Linked DNA regions of Mus musculus: regions 1, 2 and 4 are each linked to region 3. A link is a contact called in public Hi-C and promoter capture Hi-C data. All regions are on one chromosome and are shown on one strand. The core of a region is the stretch at or near the end of the contact, and the rest is flanking DNA. Distances in the headings are between cores, read along the strand shown.

What was found. Promoter capture Hi-C pulls out the DNA fragments that hold promoters and counts their contacts. Hi-C and Micro-C count contacts between places; a contact is called where the count stands out from the background.
Region 1: a promoter capture Hi-C map of the HPC-7 cell line shows a contact between it and region 3, with 6 times the contacts expected there. The contact joins the enhancer-like site here to the promoter of Igf2r in region 3. A contact is called at or near these places in 5 of 39 promoter capture datasets (the HPC-7 cell line, cranial neural crest, frontonasal cranial neural crest and 1 more) and 2 of 9 other capture datasets (adipose tissue and embryonic stem cells).
Region 2: a contact with region 3 is called in a Hi-C map of rod photoreceptor, with 6 times the contacts expected there. The contact joins the promoter of Map3k4 here to the promoter of Igf2r in region 3. A contact is called at or near these places in 5 of 39 promoter capture datasets (the HPC-7 cell line, cranial neural crest, embryonic stem cells and 2 more), 1 of 484 Hi-C or Micro-C datasets (rod photoreceptor) and 5 of 115 datasets of contacts at active chromatin or transcription factors (bone marrow-derived dendritic cells, embryonic stem cells, extraembryonic endoderm stem cells and 1 more).
Region 4: a contact with region 3 is called in a promoter capture Hi-C map of the HPC-7 cell line, with 3 times the contacts expected there. The contact joins the enhancer-like site here to the promoter of Igf2r in region 3. A contact is called at or near these places in 14 of 39 promoter capture datasets (the 3T3-L1 cell line, 3T3-L1-derived adipocytes, the HPC-7 cell line and 9 more), 3 of 484 Hi-C or Micro-C datasets (cortical neurons and neurons) and 2 of 115 datasets of contacts at active chromatin or transcription factors (astrocytes and stem cell-derived neural progenitor cells).

What each region holds. Positions count from the first base shown.
Region 1 is chr17:12,396,144-12,398,843 of GRCm38.p6, forward strand. Plg (plasminogen) reads left to right here. Exons shown (of 19, transcript NM_008877.3): 9 at 410-552; 10 at 1,947-2,109. Among named protein-coding and RNA genes, the nearest start is that of Plg, 19 kb to the left of the region's middle. Within about 2 kb of position 1,423, at least 2 of the 459 cell types and tissues checked have an H3K27ac peak or open chromatin away from gene starts, as enhancers often do.
Region 2 is chr17:12,317,386-12,320,085 of GRCm38.p6, forward strand. It overlaps Map3k4 (mitogen-activated protein kinase kinase kinase 4), which reads right to left and starts at 1,275. Exons shown (of 27, transcript NM_011948.2): 1 at 1,113-1,275. The coding sequence starts at 1,243. It overlaps 4732491K20Rik (RIKEN cDNA 4732491K20 gene), which reads left to right and starts at 1,468. Exons shown (of 2, transcript NR_045290.1): 1 at 1,468-1,787.
Region 3 is chr17:12,768,330-12,771,029 of GRCm38.p6, forward strand. Igf2r (insulin-like growth factor 2 receptor) reads right to left here and starts at 1,377. Exons shown (of 48, transcript NM_010515.2): 1 at 1,071-1,377. The coding sequence starts at 1,204. The region is part of intron 1 of Airn (antisense Igf2r RNA); the gene reads left to right.
Region 4 is chr17:12,415,409-12,418,108 of GRCm38.p6, forward strand. All of the region lies in intron 17 of Plg (plasminogen), which reads left to right. Among named protein-coding and RNA genes, the nearest start is that of Plg, 38 kb to the left of the region's middle. Within about 2 kb of position 1,298, at least 48 of the 459 cell types and tissues checked have an H3K27ac peak or open chromatin away from gene starts, as enhancers often do. A contact at or near this core is called in the HPC-7 cell line and liver, where this site is marked.

The DNA of each region.
Region 1 (2,700 bases), core at 173-2,672, 370 kb before region 3:
ATATGCATATATATAATATTTACTTATTTATTTTATGTATATGAGTGCTGTATCTGCATGTACCCCTCATGCCAAAAGAGAACACCAGATCACATTATAGATGGTTGTGGAGCCACCATGTGGTTGCTGGGAATTGAACTCAGGACCTCTGGAGGAACAATCGGTGCTCTTAACCACTGAGCCACTTCTAGCCCAAAGAATATATTTTAGTCATTGCTTCTTCTATGCCAGATAACCTGCCATGCCATGTGATGTCTAAGCCCAATTCAAGCTTCCTCTTGGTACCTGTCAATCATTCAGCATGCACGATTCTAGCGTGTTAGACATGTACAGCACTCCTTCTAACAAGCATGTGCACGCCTTGCTCACTGAAAGTCTTTGAAGCGCGAAACCCATACTTCCGTTCTAGAAATCTGGAAGAGAACTACTGCCGGAACCCAGATGGAGAAACTGCTCCCTGGTGCTATACCACTGACAGCCAGCTGAGGTGGGAGTACTGTGAGATTCCATCCTGCGAGTCCTCAGCATCACCAGACCAGTCAGATTCCTCAGGTAAGAGTGGGTCACAAGGGCTCACTGAGCAGCAGCACTATACAAGTTTGTCTCTACTGGCTTCTTTGCCATCTATCAGGGTGTGGTACCTTTGCTTCACTTAATCTTGCTGTGGGTCGGAGTGAGGCTTCTATCATTTCATTTGTAGTATTTCACCTGTTGTTTGCTCCGTAGCACAGGATTCAGCCTTGGTGAGAGATCCCCAAGCTCTTGAAATCTTGACTTTTGTTGTGGTTGGGAAGCTTATAAAAGTCAACTTGCAAACTCTATTAGGGTTCTGTATTCCTACTGTATTGCTTACAGGTCCGACTTTAACTGCAGATTAGTCTGTTTCGTTTGCTTCTGTTTGCTTTCTGTATTGTGAAGCTCTGTTGGTAGGCACGTACCCATTGAAGACCTCTTTATCTTCTCGATGGGATGATGTCTCCTCTGTCATGCCATTGTTTCTGAAAATACTCCTTCTGTCTCGGAAACTCTGAAGTTTATCTTTACTCATTTGAACAGAGACTTTGCAGCTCTGCCTACATTAGTGTTTGTGTGATGAGTCTCATTAGCCTTCTGACCGAGATATTTGCATTAATATCACTGTGCATGCTTGGCTTTAAGTCCATCATTAACGTAGTTATTCTGTCCGTGGTCTCCTTGCCACCATCCATCCTTTTCTTTTGTGTCATGTGGAACCCATTACCCAATTACTTTTAAGCTCACTGGCTGCTCGCTTAACCCTGCCGTCTGCTGATCAGTCTCTTGCAGGAATTCTTCATCTCCGATGCTGTGGGTTTTGCTCCTTGAATTTCTATTTTGTTCTTATTTTTTGAGGTTCCTGTGTCTGAGGATCCACTCACAAACTAACCAAGACTATTTCACAGTCCTAACCAGCTAGAGTCCTACTGTGGTCATCTCTGAGAATAAATGGCCTTTTTCTTATGTCCTAGAGGCAGGACCAGCTCTGCCCCATCCCCAGAAGCTCAAGGCTTTGGTATCCTATGACCAAAGAAAGTCTAGGGAAGTATGCAAGAATGATAGGTCTAGCCCCGTCCTGCCTGGTGCCCTCATTACAGAGCATCCTGGCCTCTTGTTCTCATGAACATCTGGTAGCAATTCATAAAAATAACTTGTACATAATGGCATTTCCAGTTATCAACACTCTGGCCAATCTTATTCATCTTCCAAGGTTTTTTTCAATACGTGGTACAACACTATAAATGGTGTACTTGTTGTGTGTGAGCATACACACACTACACACACATGCACACACACACACACACACACACACACACACACACACACACACACGTACAGAGAGACTGGTTTACTTCATGTGTCGTAAATTAGTGCTCAGGTCTGCCTGTTTCAGATCTTATTGGTCTCAATTTCTTCCGCTTTGATTTCAGTTCCACCAGAGGAGCAAACACCTGTGGTCCAGGAATGCTACCAGAGCGATGGGCAGAGCTATCGGGGTACATCGTCCACTACCATCACAGGGAAGAAGTGCCAGTCCTGGGCAGCTATGTTTCCACACAGGCATTCGAAGACCCCAGAGAACTTCCCAGATGCGTATGTCTTTGATTTTAACCATGAGAGGATTAATAGCTGGTTTAGGTTTCCATGTGCCCCATGCTTTAGGCTAACTCGTGTGGACCAAATTTCTCTGAGATTACTGAGGGCAGAATATGACAGGAACTTGGCTTTTGAGAAATAGGCCTGAACGAGGAGAAGCCATTAACTGGCTCCCTTTCCTGAGAAATTCTGTAGAAGCAAGGGGAATCAGTGGAGGTGGTAAGGTCCCACTGGTGAAATCCCTGTGAGAACAAGTCACCATAAAGCTTAGAACTAATACCACCGCTTCCCTGTGCTAAGGCTGATGCTGGCTCCCATCATTGGGCTGGGTCATTCCACTGCAAATCACTGGAGTGTAGTTTTATGTTTGGCTCACAGGCTAATATTTCTAGTGGCATCTGCATCTCCATTTCTTTCAGTCCTCACCTGGGAAGCCTTACTAGCCAGAAGCACAGTGCTCTCATGGGGTATGAGTTGCCAGAGAGCAAGAGTATTGGGGGCCATTGCAGTAAGACAGTGGAAGGAAGTGAGAGAATTAATTAAGGAGGGAGTGGGGGAGAGAGAAGGGAGGAAGGGAAGGAAGGAAGG
Region 2 (2,700 bases), core at 25-2,524, 450 kb before region 3:
CTCACATTTATTATTTCTAAAATAACGATTAAAGGAGTAAAAATTGCTCAACAGCTCAATACATTAAGAAAATTATGAACTTTCTGAAAAAAGACTTCTAATAGCACCCTGTACTATTCCTTAAAGAAAATGCCCCAAAAGATGTCACAGAACTATCTTGAAATTAAGAAACACAATGCAGTAGCTCTCACGGCTTTGAAAAAGTAAAATTCCTCTCAGGCAACCCAGTGGTGACAAGCAAGGATGTGAATGGCTCCCGTGTTCGGGTCTCGCTACAACTATAAATTTGCTATTTCTTCAAGCAGGAAAAAGCAAAGCTATTTAACTGCCTTCTTCCTGAGGTTATAGAGCGAGACCTTAAGCCAGGAGGAGTTGTGGGAGTGTTTTCACTATAGGGGACAGGAAGCAGTCAAAGTTTATCCTGAGATGCAAAGGACTGGCATTTAAACACAAAATCAGGACACCGTGAGTTTACCCTCCCAATTAAAACTTGAGACTCTTCGTAGCAGTTAAAAGAGCTTCTACGGAGCAGAATGCAACAGATACTCTGGGTACCAAAGTTCCATCTTGGAGCTTCCTGCGGTAGCAAAGTTTCACACATAAACCCTTAGCTATTTTCGTGCGCAACACTGCATCAGGCTGTTGCTAGAAGACAGTAAAAGGATCTCTGACAAGGAACCTTGTCTGCAGTTACGTGAAGCTTCGCCCTGGGGACAGAAGGCTGGGAGGCGCGCTGCAAAGGGCTGAAGGAGCAAGGAACTGCCGAGAGGCACGTCGCCTCTCTTTTCCTGGAAAAAGGAGAAAGATGGACCACCTTCCTTCCATCCGATCACTGATCCGAGCCCGAGCGGCAGTCCGGGGCAAGCTGGGGCTGTCTGCAGCAGGGCCCCGGGGAGCACTACTGCAAAGGCCAGGGTCGCTCGGGAGCTTGGCCTCCGAGCCCGGGCAGGGGTCGCGCGGAAGCGGAGCACCGGGCTCCGCGCTGCACCGCGCCCCTCCCGCCACCGGAGGTCCGGATGCTCCGCGCCCACCTGGCGCGCAGCCGAGGACCCCACGCCCCCTTCACGCGCCACCCTGCTCCCTCCGAGCTGCAGCTGCAGCCGTGCACTCACCTCGCCGCTGGGCAGCACTCCGGATCCGGCTCGGGCTGTGGCGGCGGTGCTGGCCGCAGCTCCTCCATGGCGGCTGCAGGGGTGTCGGCGAGGGCAGGAGGGGGCACCGGCTCGGCGATGGCGTCTCTCATCCGTGCACCAAGCTTCGCATGACCGCGGCGGGTCGTCAGCTGCAGCCTGGTGCGGGAAGACCAGGAGCCGCGGGGTGAGGGAGTGACTCGACTCCGCCTCCGCCTCTAGCCCGCCGCAGGAGCCGTGCGCGCAGCGGCCATCTTGGGAACGGCGGCCGGCCGAACGCTGGGCTACGGCGGGCAGCGAGGGACACGCCTCGGCGGGCGGCTGAGTCCGCCTGGGCGGGGCGAGGCGGGAGGGAGGAGCGCACTGGCCAGTGGTAAATCAGGTGTCGCTGGGTGACCGCGGGTGGCCTCGGGAGGTCCTGAGGCTAAGGGCACAGGAGACATTTGGAGAGGTAGGGTTGTCTGGGCGAGCAGGAATGCTTCATAAACTGGAGCTCAAGGTCTCTGCGCCACTGGATTCTGCCTTTCGGAATAAGGATGATGTCACCCAGACGCCCACAGCTCTGACATGGAAGTGTGGGCCTTCTGCAGACTCAGACCATCAGAGTGACACACCAATCAGGCAGCAGAGGACGCCGTCCTCACCCAGGATCCCAAGGTTAGAAAGTGCTTTTTCAGAAACTTGCACAGTTGCTACACTAAAGAAGAAAGAAAGGGATAAAGAAGTTGTAAAGATTTGAAGTTATTAAAAGAATTGAAATAGCAGAGCATCTTTCAGTCATTCTTAGCTTGCGCAGCTTTACAGCCTTTGAGTTGCAATCATGCCTTCTGAAATCCAGATTCAGTTCAGAAATCGTATTCAGAATCAAATATGTTTGTTTCCACTTAGTTTGATTTTTTTTAAAAAAATGATTCTTTAGCTTTGCTATGTAGAGATATAAATTTTGAACAAATTTTTTTAACTGACTGAAAGAAAAAATTTCAAGGTAAGATTTAAGAGCTAAGCAAGATAAAGATACTCTGAAATCAGCTGTGTTACAGAAATGTCTCTGTAATTAAAGAGCATACTCTTGCTGTTGTTACAGTAGACTACATTATCTATAATGTCTGCCAGTGCTGGATTTCTGAGTTGACATCCCTTTCATTAATTCAACAACATGCAGTCAGTCAACAACTATTCAGTGCACATATTGCATTAGGACTTCGGGAGACACTAAGGAAGCAGCCGTGAGAAGTTGCCTAATGGAGGGAGAGAGAACAAAGCAAAACGAAGCATTCAAAGGAAATGAACTCAGTCTATCCTAATAATTTTAAAGACCCATTCATTTTCACTGAGAGCTCTGCAGAGTGTTTCCCATCTCTCTGTAATTCTGATAGTTTCGTCTCCCTCTACACTGGGCTAACCTGAGCCCTCCTTAAATTGCATATGAGGAGAGTCGATAAGGAAACCTCTGACTGCTGCCAGGAAGTGAGCCAATGGGCACACTGCTTCCCACTCATAAAACGCTGAACACAAATCAGCCTCAGGAAGAGCCATGACTTTTTTTTATCCTTCATTGTCTACTGGGTAC
Region 3 (2,700 bases), core at 127-2,626:
ATCATGAAGTTACCGGGGCAGCAATCTATCTTTGGGCAGCTAATTGGTCTATAAGCCGCAGTGCAGCAGTGTCTCCCTCCAAATACTCTCCAAAATGAGAAATAGAATTCTGGTCAGCTCATTCTTACACTAACAAGTCCTACAAATTATTAACTCCAGGTGAGAGAACAAAACTCTCTGATACAAAGGACTAAAGAGCCTGGACTACCATTAGAAACATCAAGTTTGGCTCAGCCCCGTCTCATTCTGAGTCACTTTTGAAAGTCAAGGGTAAAGCTGGCTTCAAGATTCTCTTCCCGCTTCCTTCTTATCAAAGTTTTTAAAACAAGAAAAGATTTGGTTTCCCTTCACCCTAAAGAGCCCAGAGGAGGCCTGTCTCCAAACTAATGGTATTGGAAGTTCCCTAGGCCCACAAGTCTGTGTCCAACACCAACAAACTTCGACAGGACTGGAAATTATACAACCTTGGATCCCAGAGCAGAAGACTCCACTAGAATAATCTACTCTGGAGACAATGACATCATGTGAGCAACCACACAGGAAGCTAACTGAGAGACGTGAAGGGTAAAGTCTTGAAAGCCTACAGAGATGACCACCTCTCAACCCTTGTCAAAAGAAGAAAAAGCTTCAACCACTGACAAATGGCTACTTTAAATAAGGAAAACTGAGAGTTGCCACAGAAGGGGTCAATCTGCAGTTGAAACCACCACTACCCAACTCCAAGAGCATCGCGTGGGTTCGCACTCCCTGGAGACTGCACACTAGAGGGGACGCCTCCGAAGCCCCACGGCTGGAACTTCAATGGAAACGTGCAGCGGGACAAAAGCCCAGCCTTAGCTCTGCCCCCTGCAACTTCCGACGGACACACCGGGCCCCGGGAGTCGCACAAAGCCGCCCGACTTATGACAGCCACAAGTGGCCGGGCACGGGGGGCTCCGGGGGCCAGTGCCACGGCGGCGCGTCCTCCTGCGCCGCCGCGGCCACCACGCGGGCAACTTTCCCGCGGGGGCGGGGCGGGGCGGAGGTCTGCGTGTCCTCGGGGCTCCGCGCCCGCCACGCAAGACACCCACCTGCACAGGGCGTCCAAGTCGACGGCCTGGGCCTGCGCGGAGCCCGCGGCCGCCAGGAGCAGCAGCAGCAGGAGCGGCGGCAGGAGCGCGACGCGCGGCCCGGAGGGCACCGGTCCCAGCTGAACGGCCCGCATCGCGTGTGGCGTGGGGCTCACGGCGGCTGGCCGTTTGGAGCCGCGCCTGGGACACGGTCGCGCCACCACAGCGGAGTCGAAGCTGCAACGGGAGCTGGAGGGAGAAAGAGGAGAGAGAACTGGAGCCAGGGGGGAGTGCGACGAGGAGGCGCTCCGTGGCCGTCCCCGGAGCGTCACGTGACCTGAGTCGGCCCGCCCCCGCCCCGCCTCCTGCTCACGTGACGTCCTCGTTCAGGTGCTCTCCGCCCAGTCCCGGGTCACATGAGCATCGCACGCGCGCGGGACAGGAAGTGTTGCGGGCCGGGCACGAGCGCCAGGTACCTACTCGAGGCCTGACAACCCCAGGGTTGCTCACGCGCGGCGAGGGGTGACGCCTCAGAGCCAGACCTCAGTTTCCCCGTCCAGCACCCAGGTTGCGTCTGCGCTTGAGCGCTTCCTAACTCTCTCTTCTTCAACCGAGACCAGTACGGTGGCCGAGATGGAGTTAGGTGGAAAAGCCCAGGTTGATGTTTAGTGTTGCAAGTGGATGCAGGGTTAAGAGGTCAGTCTTTCTAGAATCCCGCGTGGGAGTTTCCGACTCATGCCCCGGAGAGCCTCACAGCAGCTCTGTGGAAATGTGACTTCCCAAGCAGGGCTTTCTACAGCAAGTTAGGTGACTGGTGGACTAATATGCAGTGTGCAGAGAAACCAAAATGTAACAAGCAAATGACAAACAAAAAAAAACTTTTAGCGTGAGATTGCTTACTATGTAGCTCAGGCTATACTGGAGTTCAGATCCCTCTACTTAAGCCTACCGAGTTCTAGGTTTAGAAGCGTGTACCACCACCTCTGTTACAAAGTTTTATTATTCTGTAAAGATAATATGCAGCATCCATATTACATAAGGCGGTAACCTAGTGAAAGTACAGTAAATGAGCCTTAGGAAATGGCTCAGACTGTAATGTGCCTGCGGGTCTGAGCTCAAGCCCCAGCACCCAACCCCTGGAACTTTGGTGGGGAGGCAGAGACGAGGGCATCTCCGATGTTTGCTGGCCAGCCAGGCTGGCTGAATGTGGCCAGGTCCGCTGTTATTACCAAGAAACCAAGAAGAGGTCACTGGGCAGGAAGACAATCTGGCTGTGACACCAGGATTGGTCAACTGATCTTACTAGCTAGGCAGATATTCCATTCCTTCACTCCACGTGCATCCCTCCAGGAGCTGCCTGCTGGATGGAAGAGGATGGCCTGTTCCTGATGAAGAAGGACCATTTGAGGGTCAGGGGTACAGGAGTAGTCCCTTGATAGAAGCTGGAGTTCATGTTTGTCCTCTCTAGTGTTAGAACTAATGCAGGCAAGTGTTGTCAGTGAGAAAACCGCTAAATGAAGAGTTAGCTGTGAACCAGAATGTAAACTTCCACTCAAAGTATCATCCCCAAAATACATTTTCTTTGGATGGCTTTGGAAATGGAGCACCCCATAAACCAAGCCTTTGGTGAAGTCTTGTGTCCCCAGGTGAT
Region 4 (2,700 bases), core at 48-2,547, 350 kb before region 3:
AGTCATTCAGGTCACACGAGGATCGTGGCTACAGATGTTGGGTTACTTTTGGCTCTCTCAATGGGAATAAAGGGTGTCACTTTTCCCACAGTGGGAACAATAACCTGCCTAGGCTGGGAAAGCTCAGACTCTGGTCCTGAGCCACGTTTTTCTGAACCAGTTCCGCCTGGCTCAGACCTTTGCTACATGATCTGCTCTGTAGTTGGGGGCAAGGCCCACGCACGCCCGTACACAACAAGAGCTGATCCCTCAGCCGCCCTTGGAATGTTGAGTGAAAGGCTTCTAAGCCCCGCCTCCCCACCCCCAAAATCAACTTTGTGATTGATCTTCATTGTCAACTGGACAACTAGGAGACATAGCTCTGGACATACCATGGGCATTTTGGGGGTGGGGGGGATGGTAAGAGGGGGAGGTAGCCCATTGAGCACCAGAACCCCCTTTCTCTGTTCCCCGTATCCATAAAGACCTGAGTAAACATACTTCTGTTACAGTTGCAAACTGCAGCTGCTGCTGCTGAGCCCAGCTTTTTCCAGAGTTTTGTAGCATGCCTTTGCTTTGCTAGCACAGAGCAGCCCAGAAATCACGGACAGTCCCTTCCCCAGACGCTGTGGCTAGACTTGTCTCTATCACCAACATCAACATCACCAACATCCCCATCATTCACAGTCACCCTTATCACCATCATCGTCATCATCATTTCCACCTCACCATTACTAGATGGCAATAACGACATCTAGTCAATCAGCGATTTTAGCTTCCTAGGTAAATCTCTCTTCACTTCACGCCTCAGGCTTTCTCAGATTTTCAAACTCCAATGGCTAGCTGGTGTTGAGGCTGAGGATTCTTCTAGATTGGTTTTTGCTGTCCTCCTGGATTTTCAGGGGGCCTGACTACTGCTAGACTTAGCCTGGTGCCCCCCCACCCCCCCCCAGTAGGGCTTTTGCCCCTAGGTCATTTACTAGTACCCTTCAGGCCTCCAGAGATGCCTTCTCTCCTTTGGCCACCAGATGGCAGCATATCTTCACAGACCACAACGTCCTGTAAACCACCCAGAGGTGGTTTCCTCAGGGCTCAGAACAATTTCAGCCTAATATGTATCTCCACTCCTGGACTTAGTTCGAGCAATGCCCACCATCCCTTCTGGTCCCATGACCTTAAGACATGTCTCTTCCAGCTCCTATAATCACCAGACAGATTACACATTTTTCTGAACCTAAGACAAGTCTAGTCCAAGTGTCAGGGGAAGGCACTGTCCTTTATTTCTTGGCTGCTCTGTGCTAGCAAAGCAAAAGCGTGTTACAAAACTCTGGAGAAAGCTGGGCTTGCAAACTGGAAAGCTGGGTTCTCGTCAAGCTCGCTAAGTCCTGGGTGGATCCCTCTGCACAACAGCCCTTCCTCTGGCATTGCTGCAAGTGTTCTGGCTCAGTCTGGCGTCTGGCACACAAAAGCAGCAGGGTTTTTTTGTTTGTTTGTTTGTTTCTGTTTTGTTTGTTTGTTTTTGTTTTTTAATATATAAAGAAGAGATACAACTCATAAATCGAGTAAGGGATTAAATGTTCCCTTTCTCTCATTGCTGGAGAAATATAGATTAGAAAAATGAATCAAAACAATTTACACCTATTACATTAGCTAGTTAAAAATTATTAATATTTTAATAATAGTTCAACGTGGACACTCGTGAGGGTGTTATGGACTGATGTTTTCTGGTGTGTTTTCTGGCCATACCTATCTCGAAAATATCCTGAATATAAACATGTATATGTTGTTTCTGAGAACTTAGACTTAAGAAAATATCATGGGCTGAAAATAGATGGCAGAGGTAGAGGTGTGGAGCCTTTGTGAACAGGGAGTGGGGGCGGGAAGGGCCCACAGCTCCAAGTTCCAGGTAAACACTGTCCACACTAAGCCTTGGTTTCCTTAATTGCCTATCAGGAATCATAGAAGTTGCTACTTTCTGGAACTGGTGCAAGAAGTAAATGAATTAATTAGATGAATTAAATGAAATTGTACTATGTTACCAGCTTGTTCCTTGAACAGTTAATGATTAGTCAAAGATATGGCTTTGGGGAGGCCATTAGTATCCACACATAAAAGGGACAGTCTGAAATGCCTGCCGTCCGTTTACAGTGTGGAGCGACCATCGTTGTCTTTCTAAACCATTTCCCTAATGGCAAGAGAAAACCCCACGACCACTAGATAATCATTCTCCACTCAGCTATCAGGGAGATTGTGGCATTATTAAAATGTCCCAAGGTCTGGGGAGATGGCCCAGTTGGTAAAGCTTTTGCCTTATATGCATAAAGACTTGGTTTGGATCCCCAGAACTGTAAATACGGACCTGGTGGTGTATACTTGTAATACCAGTTCCAGGGAGGTGGAAGCATGTGGATCCTTAGGGCTCACACATCATCTCAAGGAGTGGTGCCCAACACACACACACACACACACACACACACACACACACACACACACACACATTGTTCTTATGGTAAATTGCTTACCTTGCAAATGGGGCTTGCCAAATTGGAAAATAGGCTTTTCCATTGAAAATATGGAGAAGTCTCAGCTGTGTCCATGTGGAAAACAGCATTGGATCCCCAGAACCCATGTACGGTAAAACGATCTGGACATGGTAGCCCCATTGTAATCCCAGTGCTGGGGAGGTGGAGACAAGGGCAGTCCCTAGGGCTTGATGGACAG